2 separate regions of the Rattus norvegicus genome follow, and region 1 is linked to region 2. A link is a contact called in public Hi-C data. All regions are on one chromosome and are shown on one strand. Each heading gives the region's core, a stretch centred on a gene start, on an enhancer-like site or on the middle of the called end of the contact. The rest is flanking DNA. Distances are from core to core; before and after follow the strand shown. Region 1 overlaps Myo18a (myosin XVIIIa). Region 2 holds the start of Nufip2 (nuclear FMR1 interacting protein 2).

Evidence for each region. Hi-C and Micro-C count contacts between places; a contact is called where the count stands out from the background.
Region 1: a Hi-C map of kidney shows a contact between it and region 2, with 4 times the contacts expected there. The contact joins the enhancer-like site here to the promoter of Nufip2 in region 2. A contact is called at or near these places in 5 of 12 Hi-C or Micro-C datasets (the A7r5 cell line, kidney, liver and 1 more).

The regions. Positions count from the first base shown.
Region 1 is chr10:63,177,239-63,183,165 of GRCr8, forward strand. All of the region lies in intron 2 of Myo18a (myosin XVIIIa), which reads left to right. Among named protein-coding and RNA genes, the nearest start is that of Myo18a, 28 kb to the left of the region's middle. Within about 2 kb of position 1,768, at least 45 of the 93 cell types and tissues checked have an H3K27ac peak or open chromatin away from gene starts, as enhancers often do. A contact at or near this core is called in the A7r5 cell line, kidney and liver, where this site is marked.
Region 2 is chr10:63,071,258-63,076,562 of GRCr8, forward strand. Nufip2 (nuclear FMR1 interacting protein 2) reads left to right here and starts at 2,140. Exons shown (of 4, transcript NM_001427799.1): 1 at 2,140-2,472. The coding sequence starts at 2,196.

The DNA of each region.
Region 1 (5,927 bases), core at 518-3,017, 110 kb after region 2:
ATAAGACCTTACCTCAATAAACAAACAAACACAAAAGCAACTAAAAACAAAAACAAAAGACGGGCTGGAGAGGTGAGATGACTCCGTGGTTAAGAACACTTGTTCTGGGGCTAGAGAGTTAAGAGCATTGATTGATGGGCTGGAGAGATGGCTGAGTGGTTAAGAGCTCTGACTGCTCTTCCAGAGGTCCTGAGTTCAATTCCCAGGAACCACATGGTGGCTCACAACCATCTGTAATGGGATCTGATGCCCTCTTCTGGTAGATCTGAAGAGAGACAGTGTATTCACATATAGTAAATAAGTAAATCTTAAAAAAAAAAAAAAAGTGTTGTGTGGGTTGATGGACATAGTACATTTATAATCTCTTTGAATAGCACCTCATGAACTAGTAAAGTAGTTCCCCTAACCTCAGAGGGTAACAGGCCTGAAGTGGATGCCCAAACCCTTACATATACTATGTCCTGTCCATGGATATTTATGGTAAATTTTAATTTATAAATTAGGCACAGTAAGAGGTTAACAGTAACAGTAAGATAAAACAATCCTAACAGAACATTGTAATAAAACTTAAATGTCCATGTGTAGTGACTGACACCAGGAACCCCAGCATTTACTAAGCAGAGGAGGAGCAGGAATTCAAGATTGCCCCAGACTACATAACAAATTTGATGCCAGCCTGGGCTGCATGAGTCCCTGTCTAAAAAACAAAAACAAAAAACCCAAAAAACAAAACCCCAAAAAACCCAACAAGCAAATGAGAAACCTGAGGAATTATTTGTTTCTAGAATTTGCCATTAGGTTGTTTTGGACTGCAGTTAACTGAAACTATAGCAGGTGGGAACCGGGACTGAGAGGATGACTGTCAGGGCTCCAGAGTGAGCCTCACTGTCACCAATCCACTTCAGAACCCCAGGAAGTGCTTGGTGTCTGAGTGGAGACCATCTGCCTGCAGAAGTGCTGCAGGCTCTTTTCCTGTTAGTGATGCAGCTGTGTGTCCTTCACTCATGTCCTCAGGCTGTGCCTTTGCCCAAAGTGTCCTTCCAGTGGAGCTGGAGAAGCAGCCTGAGGGCTACTCTCATGGACGACTCTCCCTGAGTTCCAACCTGCTCTTTACAGTTTCCTGCCAGCTTTTCAAATCTTGCTGAGTTTTCTTTGTCTGTCTGGTGCCAATGCCTCTGAGTTCCAGATCTTCTGATTGGTTCCCAGTTGGCAAGCTTACTCTGCTCTCTGTTGTTGGCTGTGTCCATGCCTGTCTTGCTCCCAGCAGCCCATCTCCAGTAGGGCTAAGCAAGAAGAGAGGCGCAGAATTTAAAGGCAGCTGTTACCTGCTGTTTCCTGGCGTCATCCCTGTCACGCATAGGAGTTTGCTCAGACCCTCTTGTGTAGATTTTCTAGCTAATATAGCAAAGCCCTGAGATTCAGGCCCTGTGGTAGAATGTGCTAGCAGTCAGATCCGCTGTGCTGTCTCGCCCTTCTACCTACCCAGGCTTAGTAGAGCTTGTCTGAGTCACTCCAGCAGGTACCCAGAGTCCGTTGTCCTCATGAGGCTGTCTAGAGGGAGATGTCCAATTTGGCCTTCACTGCCCTGTGGCCGAAGTCCTGGCCTGGGACAAGGTGACTTCATTGACTTTATTTGCCCTTGAAATGAACCTTGAAGGTTTTGCTTAGGACCCTTTCTGGGACACCACCTATGACTGAGTCCCGCAGCCTGTGCTCTGGTGGGAACTCTTCAGGCTGCTACATTCCAGACATCTTACCCAGTGCCTGGCCCAGAGACTGTGGAAACAAGGACGGATTGTGCTGGACTGAGGGGCTTTCTCCCAAGCTAGGGCGCCTTGGGGTGGAGGCTGGCTTTCCTTCCATCTCCTTCCAGCCCTGTGGCGTCTGGCTCCTGCTCATTGGCTGGATGCTAATTGTGACTGCTCCCTCTCCCCGTTTCTTCTTGAGGCCCAGGGAACAAGACTCCACACACAGGACAAGGGTGTAAGCAGGCTGTGGGCAGGGGTGGGAGAAGCTTGGACAAGAATGACCTTAAGCACCCTGGAGGGGGAACCCCTGGGCCAGAACTGTCCAACAGAACACACTGCAAAATAGAAATGTCCTGTGGTCATGAGGCCACTGAACACTTGGAACAAGACTAGCGCAACAGAGAAGCAGAACTTTACATTTTACTTGTCTTTAATTTAATGCAAAATATTCCTGGTATTTTTAATGTAACTTAAATGTAAATTGCTTTCACAGCCAGTGGCTACTGTGTTGAACACTACAGCTCCAGATGGCTCCTAGAAGTATGGGGTGGGGGCAGGGAAACAGTTCTTACAGTCTTATCTCCTTCTGCAGAGTGCTACCCCCCCAACCCCCCCCCCCCAGGCTGAGCCTGGTGGCATTTCCCCTTCCTGTCAGGAAGGAAGGTTTGTTCTCTGGCAATTTCTCCACTTCACCAACTCTGGAATCCTGATGCCCTAGGGACAACAGATCTCTGGCAATGTGCCACCACACTGTGGCAGTGCCTCCCCACCTTGCCAGGCGTGACTCTTGCCCAGCTTGGTAACACACAGGTGCTCACACGCCCAGTGGGCTTGGCGGGCTCTGCATGTGGGGGAGGAGACCAGGTAGGCAAAGCTGGGGCCTGCTCCTGCTTCTGTGGAGACTGGGCCTGGCTTTGTTCTTACTTCAAAGGGTTCTAAAAACAGGCCCAGTAAGGGCCTCAAGAAGTGAGCACACAGATCTTCAAATACAGGATCCATGTGCCTCCCACCCCCTGCCCCCATTTAGGGGAACCTGAGAGTGCCTGACGGAGCCTCTCTGACTTTGAGAATGAGTTCTGGGGTTGGGGATTTGGCTCAGTGGTAGAGCGCTTGCCTAGCAAACGCAAGGCCCTGGGTTTGGGCCCCAGCTCCGAAAACAAAACAAAAAAAAAAAAAAAAAACAAAAAGAAAAAAAATAAAAAAAACAAACAAACCAAAAAAAAAAAAAAAGAGAGAGAATGAGTTCTACAGGATGCCCGCTCTCACACCCTGGAAGACCTTCCTTGGGCTTTATTAAATCAGTGTGGCTGACCCTTAAGCTGGTTTTCCTTTCTTCTTCTGTGGAAATAGAGAAAAGCAGTCATTTATATGAAGAGAGCACAATGCTTCATTGTGCTCGTTCTCGAATGTCAGCCAGACAGGATGGGATGTGAATATAGTGAATGTGCTGTAATTAGTAGACGCAGACCCAAGTCTCCTGGCGATTTGAGGCAGGGCCTGGTGAAACTGTCAAGACTGGTCCTGGGCTTTGAGTCTTGTGGAAAAATCGGAAAGGCAGAGGCAGTTTGGAAATCCCCAGAGCTGAGGAAATCCCCGGGGGCTGAGGATCCCTAAAGAGAAACAGTAACCCCTGAGCCACCAGTCAGGTGGTCTTTCTACGCATCCAGGATCTGACTGTTTAGTTTTAGGGGTAGACACCTGTTCTTGGTAGAACAGGCAAAACTGGTGCGCTAGTACAGAGTTCCCAGCAAACCTTTGGATGTGCAAAACTGCAGTCTGGTGGAATGAAAGGACCCAGAATGGCTGATCCTTGGAGTCTTCAGGACAGAGATCTGTGACTGCCCGCCCTATGCCCACTGACTCTACTGACTGTACTACAAAACTCAAGATGTGGCTTGAATCTTTGAACTATAAACTCAGGTATTCATTCATTCACTTTATCCATCAGTAAAAACTAAACATCTTCTAGGTGTTGGAACTATTTCAGGTACTAAGGATAAGTCAGTAATGAAAACAATGTAGGTGCGCAGCTCATTTTTTTTTGTACCTTCTTTGCCATCTCTGTCCTAAGTAAAGTGAGAGGCCATCTTGCTACTGCAGCCCCCCTGAAACCTCAGCTCCCCCGGACGCTTGCTGGGGGCGGGCCCAACAGAGGTGAAATCCTGCTGCCTTGGCTGTGCCAGTAGGTCCATGAGAAGGGGAAGGCTGTCCTCTGCCGGGATCTGGTGGCACTGCAGGGCGGAGTGGCTCGGGAGCTCGAGCGCATGCGCTGAGCCTGGCTCCACCCATGCGCTGGCGGATAAGCGGAACAGGAAGTTCAGCGGTAGTCAGGTCTGAGGCTCATTTGGCCATTGACGACTCCTAGTGTGTGGACTTTCGGACAGTACAGGTTTCCCTTTACCTGCCCCTATCCTCTTGAGGTCATCTTTAGACTTCTTTAAGGACTTTAGCTGCTTCCCTTTTGGGATCCCTTGCTCATTTAATGCTATTAAAATATGGAGGCATCCCTGCTCTGGCATTTTCTGTAAATACTGTTTAAAGCTGATGTTGAGGAACCTCAGTAGTCCTCGGATGGGGTACACCTGTCACGATTGGTCACTGTCGCCCTCCTACTCAGGAAGCATAAGTTCTGTGGTTTCTCCCCAGTCCTTAGGACTGAGTGCTTGAAACAGGGCTCCCTATAATGTCCCTAAACAAGTTCCATTTGTTTTATGTTACTAGATGCTGTAAATTAGTAATACAAACATGTAATTGGTACTCATTTATGGAAATAGTGTTACTAGGTTCTTTTTGTAATGATTTATTTTTATTTTATTTGCACTAGTGTTTTATTTGCATGTATTTCTGTGAGGGCATCAGATCCCCTGGAACTGGAGTTATAGATAGTTGTGAGCTATCCTATGGGTAATGGGAATTGAACCTGGGTCCTCTGGAAGAGCAGTCAGCATTCCTAACTGCTGGGCCATGTTGCAGCCCTATAGATTCTTTCACATTTACTTTTATTATTATTAGTATGTGTGTGTAAGCATGAACATGCTACAGTACACAGTGAGAATTTGTGGACTCGCTTCTTTCCACCATGTGGATTCTGGGATCAAATTTGGTGGCAAGTGCCTTTATCCACTGAGCCATCTCAGCCTGAGAGACTGAACAAAAACAAGTCATTTATTTGTTTAGAGACAGGGTCTCACTGTGTATCTCTGGAACTCACTATGTAAACCAGACTGGCCTGGAACTTACAGAGATCCACCTGCCTCTTCTCTGTCTCCTGGGGGCTGGAACTAAAGTTGTAGGCCAACTTGTCTAGCTTGACACGTGTGTGTGTGTGTCTCTGTGTGTGTGTGTGTGTGTGTGTGTATGTGTGTGTGTATGTGTGGTGTATGCATATATATGTTTTGATCTTCAGGAAGAACTAGAGATAATTGGGGCTGAGTAACATGCTTTCTTTAAGGGGTTTAAAGAGAATCTCAGTTTTAGTGTTTCCACCCTACATATTTTCTGATAAAGCAACTATTCTGTCATAATAGCACTTGTGTGGCTGAGTAAGTCATTATGAGTTGGAGGCCAGTCTGAAGTACTTAATGTAGTGAGATCCCGTCCCCTCAAATAAAAAACCCAAAACAAAAAGAAAACAACAAAAACCCCAAAGCCCCTGTCTTTTACGGATTAATAAATCAATGAACAAAACCCCCTCTCTTTCACAGCCTGGCTCCAAACTGTACCATGTGTGTCTGACTCCCTCACCAAGAGAAATTTTGATGTCTGAACCCTCCCAGAACTCTTGGCGCCCCTCGCTGAAGGACCACAGACCACATTCTTACTTCAGTTGTAGCTGTCCCGGGGCATTTGTTCTTTCCTCCGCTGGCCTTTTTTTTTTTTTTTTTTTTTTTCCTTTTCTTTTTGAGAAAGTCAAAGCTAAGTCACTACTTTATGCCACTCACCCATCCTTGTCCATGCCTCGTCTCTAAGCAGAGTCCAGGAGTGGGTGAGTGATGGGTCACCACAACAAACATCCCACCCGTGCCTACTCAAAGGGTAGTTAGTTCTCCAGAGATGGAAAGGAAGCAGACATTGTGTTTCCCCATAGCATTCCCTGTGGGATGTTACAGTGCAGCACTGCTAGCCACAGGCCCAGCTTCCTCCATCTCCTCCAGTTTCCCACAAGGCTTCCCAGGGCTC
Region 2 (5,305 bases), core at 890-3,389:
GGTGCTCTTAACTGCTGAGCCATCTCTCCAGCCCGAATCACAACCATTCTTAATGCCACATGTAAGAGACCTAACTAGCTCTTCTGACTTTAGCAGCCACCAGGCATACACATGGTGCACATACACACATCATGCCGGCCAAAAACAAAAAACAAAAACCCACACATACAAAATACACCTAATTATGTTTACTACCTGTGTGTGGTGCCCTTGGACTTCAGAAGAGGGATTGGATCCCCTGGAACTAGAGTTATGGATGATTATGAGCTGTATGGGAGTATTCAGAATTGAACTCTGGTCCTTGGCCAGAGCAGAACATGCTCTTTAACAGTTGACCTAACCCTCCACCCTCAAGGGCTTTACCAGTTAAAAGGCAGTGGGGTTTCAAGAGTAATAGGTCCTAGAGGTTCACTAGAGATGGTTGTAGAAGAATGGGAATGTCGTAATACCCCTCAACTGTGTACTCAAAATGGTTAAGTGGGAACTGAGTGTGATGGTGCATGCCCACAATGACAGTATTTTTGAGCTAGAGATGGTTGTAGAAGAATGGGAATGTTGAAATACCCCTCAACTGTGTACTCAAAATGGTTAAGTGGGAACTGGGTATGATGGTGCCGGCCCGCAATGACAGTATTTTTGAGGGAGAGGAAGGGGCACAGCAACAATTTGTAGTCTGCCTGGGCTACATAGTGAATGGTAACAGGCCAGGCAGCAATACACAGTAAGATCCTGTCTCAAAACCAACCAAACAAACAAACCAACCAAGACAACAAAACAAAATAAATACAAAAGATGGTAAACTTTACATTTAAAATTTCCCTTGTATTACGTAGATGTGTATGCATTATATGTATAATTTAAATGAATTATAAAGCAAGCATTCATGTAATAGCACATTGGCTGGGTGTGCTGGTATGTAGGACTTTAATCCTAGCACTCATGAGGCAGAAGCAGGGGGAACCTCTTAGTTGGCCAGACACTTCTACAAAGGTAGTTCCAAGTCAATCAGGGTTACATAGATGCTGTTTCAAAACCAATCCAATCCAAAACACACAAACAAAACTCCCAGTCAACACCCACCCCTAATATACTAAGAGGGTGCCGCGTGTCTGTCCTCATCACAACCTTCTTCCTTCCTATCATAACAGGTTGAATTAACAGCATAAAATGCAAATATGCCTTTAAATTTCAATGTTTTCTTTCAATTTAAAGCAAAAAATGTAAAAAAACCCAAAACTTAAAGAACTTTTAAAGATTTTCTTTCTCCTTTCCTTCACTTTTGAAAGTCTTATCCTAAAACCTATTTTGGTTTCATAGTTGACCTCACCTGCAGTGTTTAATTAAAAAAACAAAACAACAAAAAACTTCAGTGTAGATTTTTCATTCCTCTCTCTCTCTTGCCTTCAACTACAAAGAAACAATGATTTAAGCCCTTTGTGCCCTTTTAGAAAATTACACAGATACCCTATTGTGGAACCCTATAATCCCTCCGTGGAAAGGAAGAGATTAGCATATGAATACAAAGCAAAATGAATCCAGAATACAAAACGATCTATCGAGTTGTGAGGCTCTTGTATTCTTAAAAATGTATTTATTTCCTCTTTTTTTGTATTGCCCCTTTCGTGGTTTAAGGGTTAAGGAAATTGAGACCCCCCCCCGCCTCCCTCCCCCTCGACTACCCGGAAAAGAATTAAACACACACACACACACACACACACACACACACACACACACACACACCCCAACATATTCTAGGAGGTGCAAAACCAACAGATGGCTCCTAGCGCCAGTAGAATCCTCAGTGGAATCTGCTACACTCGACATCAGCTTGCTCGCTGTGAGGAGTGTAGAAAGTGCTGTTCGCTAACTGCGTGGTGAAGGAGAGAAAGCGATAGAAGAGAGAGCCATAATGCTGACGTTGAAGGCCCGGCCCTGTGAGGTTGCATAGGGTAAGTGGCGTTGGCCAGGCGGCGGTGGCGAAGGGGAAGGGAAGAGGATTTGGGCTAGGGGCGGGGCTTGACGCGCAGCGTGGCTCCTGATTGCTGGAGCGCGGCTGCCAATCTCGCAGATCCGCTCGCTTAACCAGTGCGCTGGCGAGACGCGCTCAGATATACTGAGCGAGCGCGGAGAAGCAGTCTCAGATCCTGACGGTGCAGCAGCCCGCAGCCTCAGCCAGGGAGTCCCAGCCGCTTTCAATGGAGGAGAAGCCCGGCCAGCCACAGCCTCAGCACCATCACAGCCACCACCATCCGCACCATCACCCCCAGCAGCAGCAACAGCAGTCGCACCACCACCACCATTATTATTTCTACAACCACAGCCACAACCACCACCACCACCACCATCACCAGCAGCCTCACCAATACCTGCAGCATGGAGCCGAGGGCAGCCCCAAGGCCCAGCCCAAGCCGCTGAAACATGAGCAGAAACACACCCTCCAGCAGCACCAGGAAACGCCGAAGAAGAAAACAGGTCTGAGAGGGAGGGCGGTGGGGGAAGGGGACTGGGTTGGGGGGAAGGGATGGGGGTGGGGCTAGATGTGAAAAGCGCGGACCCGGTCGGGGTGTGCGTCCCGCCGGGCCGGGGATGCCCCCTTCTATTCTTCCCGGGCGCGGGCCGCGAGGTGGGGATTGCAGCGCCCTCTCCTTCCCTTTAGCATGGGAGAGGCCCAGTCAGGCCAGCGTGACCTTCCTCGGCCCCCGCCCCGGCCGGAGGCAGACCTGTACGGTCGGCCTTGGAAGTCCAGCCTTATTTTTCCCTCTAGTGCGGCCCTGGAGTTGCCTGAATGTGGGGGCCCTAAGAAGGGGTGAAACTCATCTGTCCTAAAAAAAAAAAAAAATCCCTTGAGGTGTCTGTAATCCAGGCCTAGTGAATTCCGGTTCGGGTGGTGTCGCGAGACCCGCTTGCAGGCGGCGAGGAGCGGGGCTGAGGGCTGAGTTGAGGAAGCGTCCTCCCTCACCCGCCACCCCAAGCCCACCTGTGGCCTTGGGGTTTGCTGTCCTGGGGGGGGTAGGCTGGGACCCCATCGTCCCTCGGGTCTTTTCTATCCCTAAATGCCCATCTTGGGCTCCGGACCCCGCTGTCTATCCGCGAGGCACCTCCAGAGGCCGGCGCCCCTGGCCCGCTCGCCTCGGAGCCGGCGAGGCTGGAATGTTCTCTTCTCCTCGCGGGGCCGCTTCCTGTCCGCCATGTTGGAAGCCGATTCCTGTCACCGACTCTGGCCGGCTGAGGAGCGGAGGGGGAAGGGTGCGGAAGGCCACACGGGACGCTGGCACCGCTGCCCCGGGACCCTGTGCAGCCCTCTTCAGGTCCCCCGCACTGCGGGCGGCCGCCGCCCGCCGCCCCTCCCCCCGCCCCGCGCCGGGTTGTGTAACCCGGTGGCGGCCGCGCGGCCCCGGGCGGGTCCCTGGGGTGAGGGGCGGGGGCGGTTGGGGTGGGGGAGGGAAGCGGCCACGAGGGGAGCGGCCTGCACCGTGGACTCGCGCGCCGACGGCCGCGTTTCCCGCTCCCGGGTGCGGCGGGAGGCGCGGGCGGCCGGGAGGGAGCGGGCCTCGAAGAGGAGCTAGAGGGGGAAGGAGGCCCGGGCGGCGGCCCCAGCGTTCCGCCGGCCTGCGAGGGGCGAGGGGATTCATTTTGGGTAGAGGCGGTGCCTGAGGCCTGGTGGGGTACACAGCGGGAACCAAGCTCCCGGGTCACGAGTTTCTCTGCCACAGGAATCTCATCTCCTGCCAGGTTCGCTCACGACTCCGCCTCAGAGGCTTTTTCACTTAGGCCTTTTTCTTTATAGCAGCGCATTTCCTACCCAAGGAGGGTGGGGGGCCCGGCAACCTCTCAAACCTTACTCCATTGGTTTTTCCACTCAACACCTACTAAACTTGTGAGCTGGGTTAGTGACTGTAGGAGGGATTAATCAGATGTTCGATTGGATGGACAACACGGGCAGTTTTGGGTTCCCTGTTTCTTTAACGATGAACTGGAAAGGAAGTGACTTGTCCATGCGGTTGTCACTAATCCCTTACCTTGGACAAGACCTTTTTGGTTAAAGTGAGAGGTGTTTTTGGTGCATTTTAAAACCGACTTCTATCCCCAAACTGAATGTTATTTAACATATTAAACGTGGAGTCTTGAAATATTTAAAAAATAAGCATCAAAGTTTATATATAAGCACATTAAAGTGCTTTTTTTTTTTAAACTGAAAAGGGAATGCTTAGAAAAATGTTAAACTTAGCCTATCATATAATACAAGTAGTTACTGGTGAAAAACTTAGTGTAGACCGTAAGTTATTTGAAGACACCTGGATGGATATCAGATTTTCTTTTATAAGGTGGTAGGGACTGATGATGGAGCAGAAATGTTTAATTGTAAGGATTTACAGCAGCTTAGAGACTTAGGAATTATGTAACTGCATTGGTTTTGGTTTTTCAGAAGGTGAGAAAGTGTCAAGGTTGCCAAATGGAACTGTTCAAAGATTTAGAATTTATCTTTTACAAGGTTTGTGTATTCCCCATCGGATTCCTTACTCCATAGAGATGCAGACCTTGAACCATTCATTGAAGGTGGCTGTCCTCAAAATGTCTTAAATTGGGATGAAGAATATTATCAGTTGGGCTGAGTGGCTTTTCCATGTGTAGTTTGGTCATTTTATACAGTGCTAAGAAATCTAGAAAATGTTAGGTACATAACGTAATGGGTTTTTATGAACCATTACTCCCAAACTTAAGTGAAACTGGTTTTCTGTATTCAGAAGTAAGGGCATAGGAGGCCAAACATGTTGAGTAATTGCAATGTCAAATCCAAAAGCTAGATTTATTGGGACTCAAGTTTTACTGAGTCCATTTGAAGTGGAGTTATCATGGCAGCCCCAAATAGTAAAGACACAGGAATTCTTTGCTTTCTGTTATAACTACTATCTTCACATTTTTCTTAAATATCTAAGCTTTAAAAGATGCTTTTTAGACTTTCTGCATACCAAGGCCACAGGGAGACAACTATGTATTTATTCAGAAGTGAGATTTATTTATTTTTGTCATTAACACTTTTAAAAGCTGCCTAGTAGGTTGCATTTTGTAAACTTAGAATTGAACCTAGGACCCTTGGTGTATAGCAGGTAGGAGCTATATACCACTGAGCTACATTTTAATTTGTAATTCTGGTGCCTCATTCTCCTAGGAAGCTGGAATTAATGTGGGCCACCATTTGCTACCTGAGCTTTTTTCCCCCATGATTTATTTCTGGTATTTAAGTTACTAGTAAGCAAACTTAGGTAGAATTGTTGCAGTTTACTTAAAATTTTGTGTTGTGGTT